Linked DNA regions of Rattus norvegicus: region 1 is linked to region 2. Evidence: chromatin contacts called from public Hi-C data. All regions are on one chromosome and are shown on one strand. Each heading gives the region's core, a stretch centred on a gene start, on an enhancer-like site or on the middle of the called end of the contact. The rest is flanking DNA. Distances are from core to core; before and after follow the strand shown.

Evidence for each region. Hi-C and Micro-C count contacts between places; a contact is called where the count stands out from the background.
Region 1: a contact with region 2 is called in a Hi-C map of liver, with 3 times the contacts expected there. The contact joins the promoter of C9 here to the enhancer-like site in region 2. A contact is called at or near these places in 10 of 12 Hi-C or Micro-C datasets (Schwann cells, frontal cortex, hepatocytes and 5 more) and 1 of 1 datasets of contacts at active chromatin or transcription factors (oligodendrocytes).

Annotation. Positions count from the first base shown.
Region 1 is chr2:57,297,075-57,302,890 of GRCr8, forward strand. C9 (complement C9) reads left to right here and starts at 3,436. Exons shown (of 11, transcript NM_057146.2): 1 at 3,436-3,569. The coding sequence starts at 3,448.
Region 2 is chr2:57,099,072-57,104,848 of GRCr8, forward strand. No RefSeq gene overlaps it. Among named protein-coding and RNA genes, the nearest start is that of Dab2, 170 kb to the right of the region's middle. Within about 2 kb of position 2,865, at least 8 of the 93 cell types and tissues checked have an H3K27ac peak or open chromatin away from gene starts, as enhancers often do. A contact at or near this core is called in kidney and liver, where this site is marked.

The sequences.
Region 1 (5,816 bases), core at 2,186-4,685, 200 kb after region 2:
GTAAACACTCTGGGAGCTGGGTGGCAATTCTCAACCTCCATCGGGGATGACGGGCTACAGGAATGGAAAAGTGCACAGAAGCTACAGGAATAGCATCTTGACCTCAGGGCCAGGGTCGTCAAGGGGGAAAGTAATTTTCACACACACCCCCACACACATGTAAACACACAAATGCACATACACACATGCATACACACAGGCAAACACACACACACACACACATACACACACACACCTGTGTGAATGTATGTATATAATCAGTTGCCACTTTGAAGGATCTATCTTTAAAATAAGAAGCAGATTCTGGGAAAGGGGGTTCAATGTGCCACACTCTGAGATGCCTTCATCTGAAGGAATGAACATTCTTAAGAGAAAATAAAATAATTAGCGAGAACAAGCCGGCTCGCTGAAGTGTGAGCGTCTGTGTGATAATAAGGGAAGATGAACCGACAACAAAGGAACAGAATGCAGTTCTTGACGGACAGAGTTGAGGGAAGCTGACTTTAATGTACAAAATGCAGCCCTATGGCTCTGTAGTCGTTCATTCATCTGTTAATTCCTGTTGCTCACAGGTGTGCTACATTTGTTAGGCCTTGAGAACCACAACACACAGGCGTACCTAAAACCTGAACTTCATGGTGGCCCCAGGTTCTCTGTATTCAGTGATTTGATCCACCCCACCTTATCCCAGGCAAGTGCTGCAAGGGAAGGAGAAGAGTTTGAGAGGTCAGTGAGGGGGGTCGCTGAGGAGAAGCTTTAGAATGAACCAAGGATCCCCAACCTGAGATTCCTGGGCATTCAAGAGAGCCCATTATTACCAATAAAAAGTTCTTTGAAAAGAACTGTCTTATATACCCTTAAAAGTACCAAATGGAAATGACCCTGAACCACATTCTTTTTTTCCACATTAGGAAAAACACAACAACAAAAGAAAAACGAAACAAGAACAAGAACAAAACCTCTTCATGCTCCTGGTCAGAGTCTCTACCATTCCAAATGGGCAAAGGAAAGGTGTTATATTATTATGTGAAAGTATAATTCAGCAACATGAGATTTAAGAAAAAGAAAAAGTAAATTTTTACTGATAGAAAACCAAGAGGTGTCTTCAAGGCAGAAACCCCTAGAACTAAGAATGGGCCAGTTTGCTGCCTTCCACTGGGGTCCTGTGCTAGAGCGAGCAGATGGGGTAGTCAGCTACACAGAGCACCACGGAAACAGCATGAGCTGATTAAAATATTAACGGCAGCACTCAAAAGAGTGGTGGGAAAACCTACACACTACGCGCCTCACGCTTGGATGGGATGAGCAGATAGTAGACCTCCATATCCAGCATTTCTTCAGCTCCGTGATAGAGCCATCGAGAATTAAATGTTTTGGCCTCTACAGAGGAGCCGGCATGTTGTAAAGTTCCCACTTTCACCTCTGGTGGCTTTTGTGTGTTATCCCAATAAAGATGCTGTTTTTGCTCCTCCAGCTTAATTCATCCTCACCCTCTCTTTCTCCAAGATACACACAAAGCACAAGCCTCACTTGCAAACGTGTCAGATACATGATAGAAGTCAGGAGCCTAGAAGAGTTAAAGACAGGGTAAAAGTAAAAGCCATGTTATTCATAGAGTGTATACATTATAGAGTATACAGTATCAACTTGTAGAACTGTTATTATATTCTATTCATACTGTTGCATTGTGTAGCCTGATGATTAAATTAAGTAGCAATTTAGAATATCCTCCCATCCCAACTAAAATGTCCTTCCCTCCACTCCTCAAGACAGTCTCCCAGGAGAAAGGTGATTCTGCCATGTCCAATTGTGACAACTTACCAAATGAAAGACTCACAGCCTAATCAACTATCATCATCTCAGTAACATAAAACAGTGTCCCGTGCTAACTTAGTTCATGTCCTTGGGTCCAAAGACATCCTGAGAGTATCCACAGAGACCAAAGAAGAGTCTCGCATGTACTGTGACAAAGCCGGCAGAACTGGACTGAGTCCAGATGCCACTCACATGTCACTATCTAAGGTGAATGGAAAGTGTCCCTGTGGCATGGATTCCCTCAATGACATAGCTGTGACTTTTAAGAATCAGTCTCATTACCTGATGATTCTGTATGGCTTAAATGTCAAGCAAGCCCGTGGTCTCCACAACAAGCCGAGAAGTCAGTGGAATTAGTTCAACTAGTTCTCAAGCTTTGCATGGGAAAAGGAAGAGTATTAAGAAAAGGCGGAGATTAGAGACTTTAACATCAGTGGCACGGGTAATATGGTCCTAAACTAACCAAACAGCTCTGTCATCTCACCAACCAGACATCTGTTTTACCTTTGCTAACGTTTGGGATTTGCTCTGTTGTAATTAATAATTTTCTGTGAATATCTTGTAAGAACTGTGCTGTGAAGCCATGCAGTGTTGAAAGCCTGAGATCTCTGCCCTTGGGAAATGCAGACCAACCCGGAGTTCATCGTCATTCTCAGCTGTGCCATGGGAAGGTCTGAGGCAAACCTGTCTCCACGAAACAAAACTGTTAGGAATGGCCGGATGTGCATTCATACCTGTAACTGCAGTAATTGGGTTTAGGCAGAAGGGCTGCAGCAAGTTTCAGGCTAGCCTGAACTGCCTTGTCGGACCCTGCCCCAGACAAACAACACAATAAATAAGAGTAGTGTCATGAGACATCATAAAGTCATAAAACATTACCCACCTCTCTGCTCTCCCCACCCCCCACCCCATTGTGTATGCTAAGTCCCAACCCTGGCCACACATGGAAAGATTTGAGAAGCCCCGCCCGTTAAATTTGAGTGAGATAGAAAGTGAAAGACTTCCATGTTTGCAACATCCACAGGTCATTCTCTGGTGCAACCAATGTTCTCAGAAAGGTCGCATGGTCCACATTCTTCAGTGCTTCCAGAACCTCTCCCTCTCCAAGGCCCTGGAAAATGTGGAGATGTCCGGCAAGCAGCATTCTTCGTGGCAGGGAAATTCCTACCTTTTTGGTAGCTATTGCTAAAGCCTTGTGGCACTTACTTTGTATTTTTCAGAAGAATATACATATAAAAAAGATACATATGTCCCCACCTAAGCCTTGACTTTCATCCTGCTGTTTCTGTAGTTATTCTGAACCTAGGCCTCTATGAGACTATTCCATAGGCCTCTCCCATAAATTATGCCTCTCTTAATCTGCCCTTCCAGAATCTCCCAAGAAAAGAACTGCTAGGAATTTGTTTGATCTGATTGGGTTGCTTTTAGCTTGCTTTTTTTTTTTTTTTTTTTTTTTTTTTTTTAGTTTATTGCACAATGACACTTTGTCAATAAGGGAAACTAGCAGCCAGGAATTACAATAAATGACTCTCTATTCGTTGGACTTTGGTACTTAGGTAGCACGAACTAACACAAACAAAACCCTGAACATATATGAGCAATTATTATTCCCTGTCCTTTGGTTGCAAAGAAATGCTTCTCAGGACTCCAGGGCTGCCTAGGAGGAGCGGCATGGCCTCAGGCGTGACCATCACCCTAGCCATTGCAATCTTTGCCTTGGAGATCAATGCACAGGCCCCAGAGCCCACTCCCCGGTGAGTCTGTGACTTGTCTATCTCTGGAATTCTACTGTGGAATCTGCTGTCTCAGGGTCCAGGGCTTAACAGCAAAGTAGGTACAATAAAGGTTAAGCTAAACAGTGATGTATAAAATCCCCAGGATTTAAACTTTCTAAACAAGTGTACTCATGCTTCTGGGACTTTGTTCTAAAGAAGGAACTGAAATGTCAATACTAAGATATTCTCTTTAAATATTTAGAATAGGGTGGGGAGGGGGGATTGTCGCCAGTTTGTGACAAATCAGTATTGATCAGTGTCTATAGGCTGAGAAGTTTCCAACAAAGGTAGTAAATCTTTCTGTCCTTTATCTCAAAACCTAATACTTTTTAACTGTTGGCTGTGTGGCCCTTTGGCCCCACATTAAGCAAAGGTTAACTACTTGTCTTGTCTTCTTTTCTGTGACATCCCATTCTGTGGCCCACGTTTTGTGTTCTGGGTCTCAGGGTCTACTTGTTCTAACCAAGAACTGTCAGGGTGCAGTTTCAATGGTTTCTTCCAGCACTGCCTCTCTATTTCCTTCTTATCTGATCCTACTTGGGGTTGCAAAACCCATAAGGTATGGTTTGCATATGGTATAAGGGTGTCCCCAAGGTTGCATGTACTGGAAACTCAGTCCCCTGTGGCAGCAGAAAGAGGTGGTGTAGCCCTTAAGGAGTAGAAGGTCTCAGGATTCCTCAGTCGTAAATGGACCGACTCTGAGGAATGGGCCAAGCCTAGCAGGAGTGGCTCCTAGCAGGTATCTGGCTAGGCTGTTCCTCCAACCCGAGTCTCCTTACACACCTGACCCTTCTGAATGCAGAAACTTCCCATTTTGCTTCTAGTGACCATGTTATGATACAACCCTGGAAATTCTCCTCAGATACCTAGGCGATGCTGTTTGAGATTTGTAGTCACTTGTGAAGAGAGTAAAATTCTCTCCTGCACACATCACCCCCATCAGGCATTCTGTGTCAGCAACAGAAAGCAGAGTGTGACGCCAAACACACCCAGCAAATAAACCCACAAGACAGTAAAAGCCCCCTGTACATCGCTGCACCCAGGACTGCTAGAGATCACACCTGCTGGAGGCTGTCCCTTCCTACCATGTAAACATCACGGGAGAAGACGCACACCCATGTGGTCCAATTCAGCTTGTTCTCTAAGGGCCGAACAGAAAATTGCCCTGATGCCAACACAAGCCTGGACGCCGTTCCTCTGTCTGCATTAATCTTGTCCTGTGTCCTATTCCCCTAAGTTTAACAAAAGTCTATTGACTTAGCTAGCCAGCTTATGCCACCTTTGCCTGCCTTCTGGCTGAGGTAGAGGCGAATCGGTCTGGACTCCACCCACCAAACGTGGGTTGTGATTCATTTTCCAGGATAGGACTCTCAGAAGAGATCCGCTCAGACCCACATGAGCTCTGGGATGAGTGCTCGGCCAGGTTTCCCTCCCATCTCCTCTCCTCCTCTGCGGACAATACCTAAGCATTATCTCTCTGTTCAGAAAATAGTTTCACCTTCCCGGTATCTTAACTCAGAAGGTCTGTGTGCAAAGACTGTTACTGAAGGCAGCTTTGGCATTCTTGTAATTAACCTGACCCTCTCTTAAGGTATTTATAAAAAAAATTAAACAGCTCAAATTTCTGGACGGAGGCTCAAACCAGAAAGGCTGTGGGACGACCGCAGTTGCTTTGAGGTTCCCACCTCCTGGGTCTGGTCATACTCATGTTCCAGGCAGGGGCAGGGAGACCCCTGGCTGGCCCCAGATCCTGGCATTCGCATTCTCCAGTTTAACTGAGCTTCCTGCACTTCCACAAACATGCCCTTCAGCATGTGCCAGAACGGTCCCACCCGGAACGCTCTGTGCTGTGCCCTTTAAGACGAAGGGTTCAGAGACTCCAGGCGCTACATGAGACCATGTACTTGAACAACACAGCAGCAATATTTCAAATGGTTTCTGAGCATGTATTTTCTTCAGACGTCCATAGCTCACAACAAGCCACCATTGTCTATCAGCATTGAGGTCAAACCACCTTTGGAAGCTGCCCAGGCTGGAATGAACGACTCAGAGTCTCTGTACGTTGGTTCCCTGATCCATAAGACACTGATTGTGGTTGGTTCCTGTGGCTGCCAATGCAAAGTCCAAAAATTAATTGTTTTAAACAAGCTATCTGTTTCCCCGCCTGGAGGCTGGAGGTCTGACATCAAGATGTTGAGAAAGCCAAAATCACTCTGTCACTCTGGG
Region 2 (5,777 bases), core at 1,615-4,114:
CAGCAGTAATACCCTAACTAAGACAGTGTAACCGGTCAGATTTTTACCATTTTATAGACAGCCCATAGTACACTTACTCATTCATACACTTAAAAAATACCAAAGTGAATGCCACCATGTGATAATTTGTAAGATGGGCTTTGGCTCCATCCCTTCATGAGGAGGATAAAGAACTCTCCTAAATCTCTCTGTTCCTGGCCTTAAAACAAGAATGATAGGGACTGGAGGTGGAGCTCAGAGATTAAGAGCATAGACTACTCTTGTAGAGGATCCAAGCTAGGTTCCCATCACCCACATTAAGCAGCTCACAGTAACCTATAATCCCAGCTTCAAGAAAATCTGATGCTTCCTTCTGTCTTCTGCAGGCACCTGAGCATATACCCCCTGTCTTAGTTAGGGTTTTACTGCTGTGAACAGACACCATGACCAAGGCAACTCTTACAAATACATTTAATTGGGGCTGACTTACAGGTTCAGAGCTTCAGTCCAGTATCATCAAGGCAGGAGCATGGCAGCATCCAGGCAGGCATGGTGCAGGCTGAGGGTTCTACATCTTCATCGGAGAACAGACAGGAGAAGACTGGCTTGCACAGAACTAGGATGAGGTTCTTAAAGCCCATGCCCACAGTAACACACCTACTTCATCAAGGTTACATCTACTCCAACAGGGCCACACCTCCTAATAGTGCCACTTCCTGGACCAAACATATTCACACCATCACATATTCAAACCATAACACCCCCTAAACAGATACATGGGCATAGACATAATTAAAAATTAAGACTTATAAAAACAGTAATGATAACAATACTGACTTCAAAAGACTTGGGGGGTTGGGGGTTGGGAATTTAGCTCAGTGGTAGAGTGCTTGCCTAGCAAGTGCAAGGCCCTGGGTTCGGTCCTCAGCTCCGGGGGGGGAAAAAAAAGACTTAGGAGATACCTATGAAAATAATTTACTCAGATATCATGCCATATAACCCCAGCTGTGATTGACCACAGTAGTGCACAGAGCTGCTAGCTGCTGCTGCTGACCACTCACAGTGAGGAGCCCAATGCGGGCTCTTTCTGTAAGCTACTGAATCCTCCCCAGTATGGCTTTGGATTACAGGTTATCCATTTGTTTGGTTAAACATCCTTTGAGAGGTAGCTGCAGCTAATGGTCCTCTTACCTGGTCTTCCTTCCCTGCCTTCTTCAGTCCATGCCCTTCAGAACTTCACTGCAGAATGAAGATGCTACCACTTTCTATTGCCCCCTCTTCTTTTATCCTGCTTGCTCTTCCCCCTAGTAAATCTTTCTTCATTTTAGTCCACCTTAGCATAACCAAGCCAATGCAGTAAGTCTAAAACTAGCATCTGCTGTGTAGCAAAGAGCTTAATAAAGAGCACTACTTATGGCTATCTACCAGTTGAGTGACAGAAACCATAAGCAGGAAGTCCTTGTGGGAATTCAGAGACAGGAAAAACTCATTTCCAACCAACGCATGTAAAGTTTCCATGAGGGAGAGCTATGTTGAGCTACCTGGAAAGATCTCAAAAGTAAGCTTTACTGCAGACTGGGAATTGGCCGTTTGAGCTTGGAAAAGAAGAGAACAGAAAGAGAACCTAGAGGCTGGACATGTTTCATCATTGGTTGGCACATAAAGTATATACTCTGTCCCAGCTTGACGGAGGACCAAAAAGGGAGTATGGGACTCTACCATGAAGGGATGTGCATTAGTCAGTTTTGTGGTCATAAGAAGCAAGCCTTAATTCTCAGTGGCTTGCAAAATATACAATTATTTAACATTCCTGTGAAACGGCGGTGGCTGTGACTGACTGCTGTAACTCTCTTTCCTGTGCCTTCTCACACTACTCTCTGTACTCAGCTGAAGGAGCTTCCCAAGGGACAGGACTTCCAGAAATATATCATGGTGTTTGAAACTTCGATCGTGGATAAGTCACATGGCGTGTCTCCTCCTAGCTCATTGGCCAAAACGAGTCACATGGTCTAACCTGACTGCGATAGAGCAGAGAATACCCTCCCAACACAAGAAACACTGAAAATTCCGTGGCAATGCCATGGGATATATCTTTGTTTCATAGAAAGAAAGGATATACGGTTAGTAAAAAAGTAGATATCACCAATAAGAAAGTGACAAAATGCAAATGCTTAATATTAAATTAGGCTTACATTACATTATCGCCAGTGTAAAAGTCCATATGGCATGGGGAATAGGAAGAATATCGAATGGTCCAGATGGGAAATGATGTCCGACCGGCTTAAAGGAATGACAAACACGGAAACAAGACCCTTCCTTCTTGGAAGGACCAAGTGCTGCCCTTTCCACGACGGAAGTGATCCGTCGTTAGCAATGAAGACATATTGATATGGTGCATGGGCGGACAAACTGACCCGTGAAACAGAATAAAAAGTTTATGAAAAGCCTCACACAAATAGTTAGGCAACTCGTGATAGAAGCGTCACTACAACATAGCAAGGAAAGGTTTTGTTTGTTTGTTTGCTTGCTTTTTAAGCAGTAGAAGAGGACAATGGACACTGCCCAGTAAAGAACAACATTATTTAATGGTAGCTGAGATGAGTGATAAGTCAGACTATAGCTTTTGATGGGGACAAAAGAAAAGTCATGCCAGACAAAGAGATGACCTCAGATTAGCACTAACTTGGCAAGTGTGTCTGAAATACAATGAATGTCTCACTTCCCAGGTCATGAATGCCCTGGTACAGGTGTGTTGTTGTTGTTTTGTTTTGTTTAATTTTGTTTTAACACCATGACACATCAGCCCTGAGTGAACAGTCTTCAGCCTAACCAGGTCATACAATCATTGCACCATCTAGGACAGGCACAGACAGGCAAAGTCCTCTTGCTGTTTAGCCTCCCAGGTTGTCTGCTCTAACTCGGCAGTGCACCCAGTTGACCTAGAAGGCATATTGCTAAGGGTCGTGTGCTTCTGAACCACTGCTCAAGAGACAGAGATCTGTTGGTCAAATTACGGGCAGACCTGGTTAGTCAGTGACTTAAAGCTACCACATCGGTGATGCAATGCCTGGAACTTTGTGGAACTTTTAACGCCAGATTCCCTGCCCTCGGAGGTAAACGTTCTCCACTTGTTCACTGATGGGTTGAAAAGCATTTGTTCATTTAAAACAACTTTTTGGAGTGGGGCAAAAGGACAGACTGGGACAAGACAGTGAAATGTTAACTGAAGGAAACTGAGAGACAGGCCAAATTGGCAGATGGCACGTTTCGTTTCAGCTTTTAAAAATAATGTTGCTTTAAGAACAGGGGGAGGAAAAACTCAAGCCAAGAAACATCAACAGTAAGTTTTCCTTCTTTCCCCTCTTCAGATATGCTGGATCCAGGTTTAATTTTATGTCAGGAAAGAATTCCCTCCTGAGAATTTCCTGGCTACGGTTCAGTTGAGGATAATGTTTTCCAGCCTCCTTTCCAGAGGCCCTGAAAAGCTGAAAGGAAAGCGGCAAGCCATTTTGCAGGTTTCATCCTGAAGCAGCAGAGGGCGCTGCGATGACAAAGAAACCCCGGGCTTCTGGGACCCCGGTGCTTTCTGAATGCAGTCAACTTTATAAATCATTTCTGGGACCAGGGACTACCTAAAACCTGAAAGGTTTAATAGTTCTTACTTAATACAAAGCCTTCACTCTACATTTTGAATGCAAAGGGAGGGGGGGAAGGCTTAGATATTTGAATAAATTTCCAGAAATATGCAAAGCCCAGCCTTCTTTCATGATTACTTGGGTCATTGTGTAGTGAGATGTCCCATGGATGTCTAAATGGGATTTCCAGAGCATGTAAAAACCATTGCCAAAATATCACCCGAACGTACGTGCCCTTGCCGAATCTCAGCTGCCAAAATCACTTAACCGTTTGGTACGCCTTTGTTTTCAAACTGCTTGAATCCATTTAAAACCCAAGGAGGCGTTAGACGGGGAAGCCAGACACACTGATTATCATCATAGCCAATCTTTGACTCTACGTTCACCAATGTGTTTGAAGTCCTACGCTACATCCACACAATGTAATTCCCCGCCAAGTTAACGATTACGTGCCTATCAGTGTTGCAAACAATTCTCATTCTCACCAACCTCTGGGTACTCAGTTGCTTTCAGCACCGATAGAGCCCTATGAACACAACCTTCCAGAGCTAACATCCAACTGATAATGGCATTGTTTGTATATAATTCTGGGGATATCATATAGGCCTATGTAATATACATTTTTCTTTTTTCAAGAATGTCCCCAGGTGTAGGATGTGGAGGTTTTGAAAGGTACTTGGTTCATAGAAGTCCTGAGTCAGTTTAGGACACTCTTTCAGAGAACCAGGTGCAGTTCCAAATATTTATGCTTCATGGATTCAGGAGTAGGCAGGTAAGTATTACTTCTCGAGAGTTGGGAGCTGAGAGGCCAGACAGAAAGAAAATGAGAAAAGGTGTCATATAACACCTGCTGCTATCAAAGTTTCTTTCTCCCTCCTCTCTCTCCTTGCTCACACTTTCTCTCTCTCTCTCTCTCTCTCTCTCTCTCTCTCTCTCTCTCTCTCTCTCTCTCTCTCACACACACACACACACACACACACACATCATATATATATATATACATATATATGTATATATATGTATGTATATATATATATGTGTGTGTGTCTGTTGGGGGCATGTGATCTTGCTATTTATTTGCCAACATGGGTGAGCTATTGATGCTCTCTGATAATCGGTCCCTGACTTCTACCCTCTCTGAAGAGTAGAGCTGAGTCTTTTAGACCTAGTGATTTGGAAAATCTGACTTAACATCTCCTAATTCTGGGCATATGTAATATGTAATAGCTGGAAATTTGTCTTGATAAGGGAATTGAACAAACTCAACTACAGTCTAAGTAGCAACCTGTTAAATCACAGAAATTCCCTATTTTGGCTCTTAACCTGAGTTCACACTGCTTCCTGTATTCCTTCTCTCTCCAAGTGATTTCCTCTGCTGCTATGATACACAGGCAAATTCATAGTCTTTTTCCTAAGCGACTAACTAAGTTAGATAAGGGGTAAGTGAACAGAGCACTCTTCCACAAGAGATTGTTAGAGAGGAAGGCCACCCCCATTTTTCTTCCCTGTGGGAAAAAGAGAAATTGCCTTTGACAGTGAGCACACAATGTTCTGTAGCTTGTGACCTCTTTTGTCTTGTGCTCAGAAATGTTGTGTAAAGAATAAAGGCAGGTAAGAGCTGGCCAGTGTGTCACTCCTACCTCATCTTTGACAGAATCCACAGACAGATCCACACTTCAGGAATTGCATATCCTCTATCCTTGCCTCCGGCCTGAATGATGGATTTTAGGAGAGTCTCCAGTTACTTATAAAAAGGTGCAGGTAGGTAAAGTTCTTTGGAAGAAAGAAAACGTAGCCCTAAACATTTAGAACTAGTACTTGAAATCAGTTCCTCCATTGTTAAGACTTGTATTAGTTCAGTGTGGTCAGCAAATAGCAAGCAAAGGACGGCCACCAGCCAGACAAGAAGACAGTCCCTGCTTTCTAAATACTATTCTTTACTATTTAGCGTGTAAAGTCCACACCCCATACTGCTGATGCATAGGTAGGGCACCAGGGCAGTGGGAGAGCTTCAGTGAAAGAACAGATAAGATACCCTGGGAGCTGGAGGTGGATTATGGGATTGTGGGGAGTAGCAATAATTAGGCAAGGAAAATGGAAAAAGGGAATAATTTCAAGTAGAGATAATAATATTGTATGCAAGGACACACATACAAAGGTCAT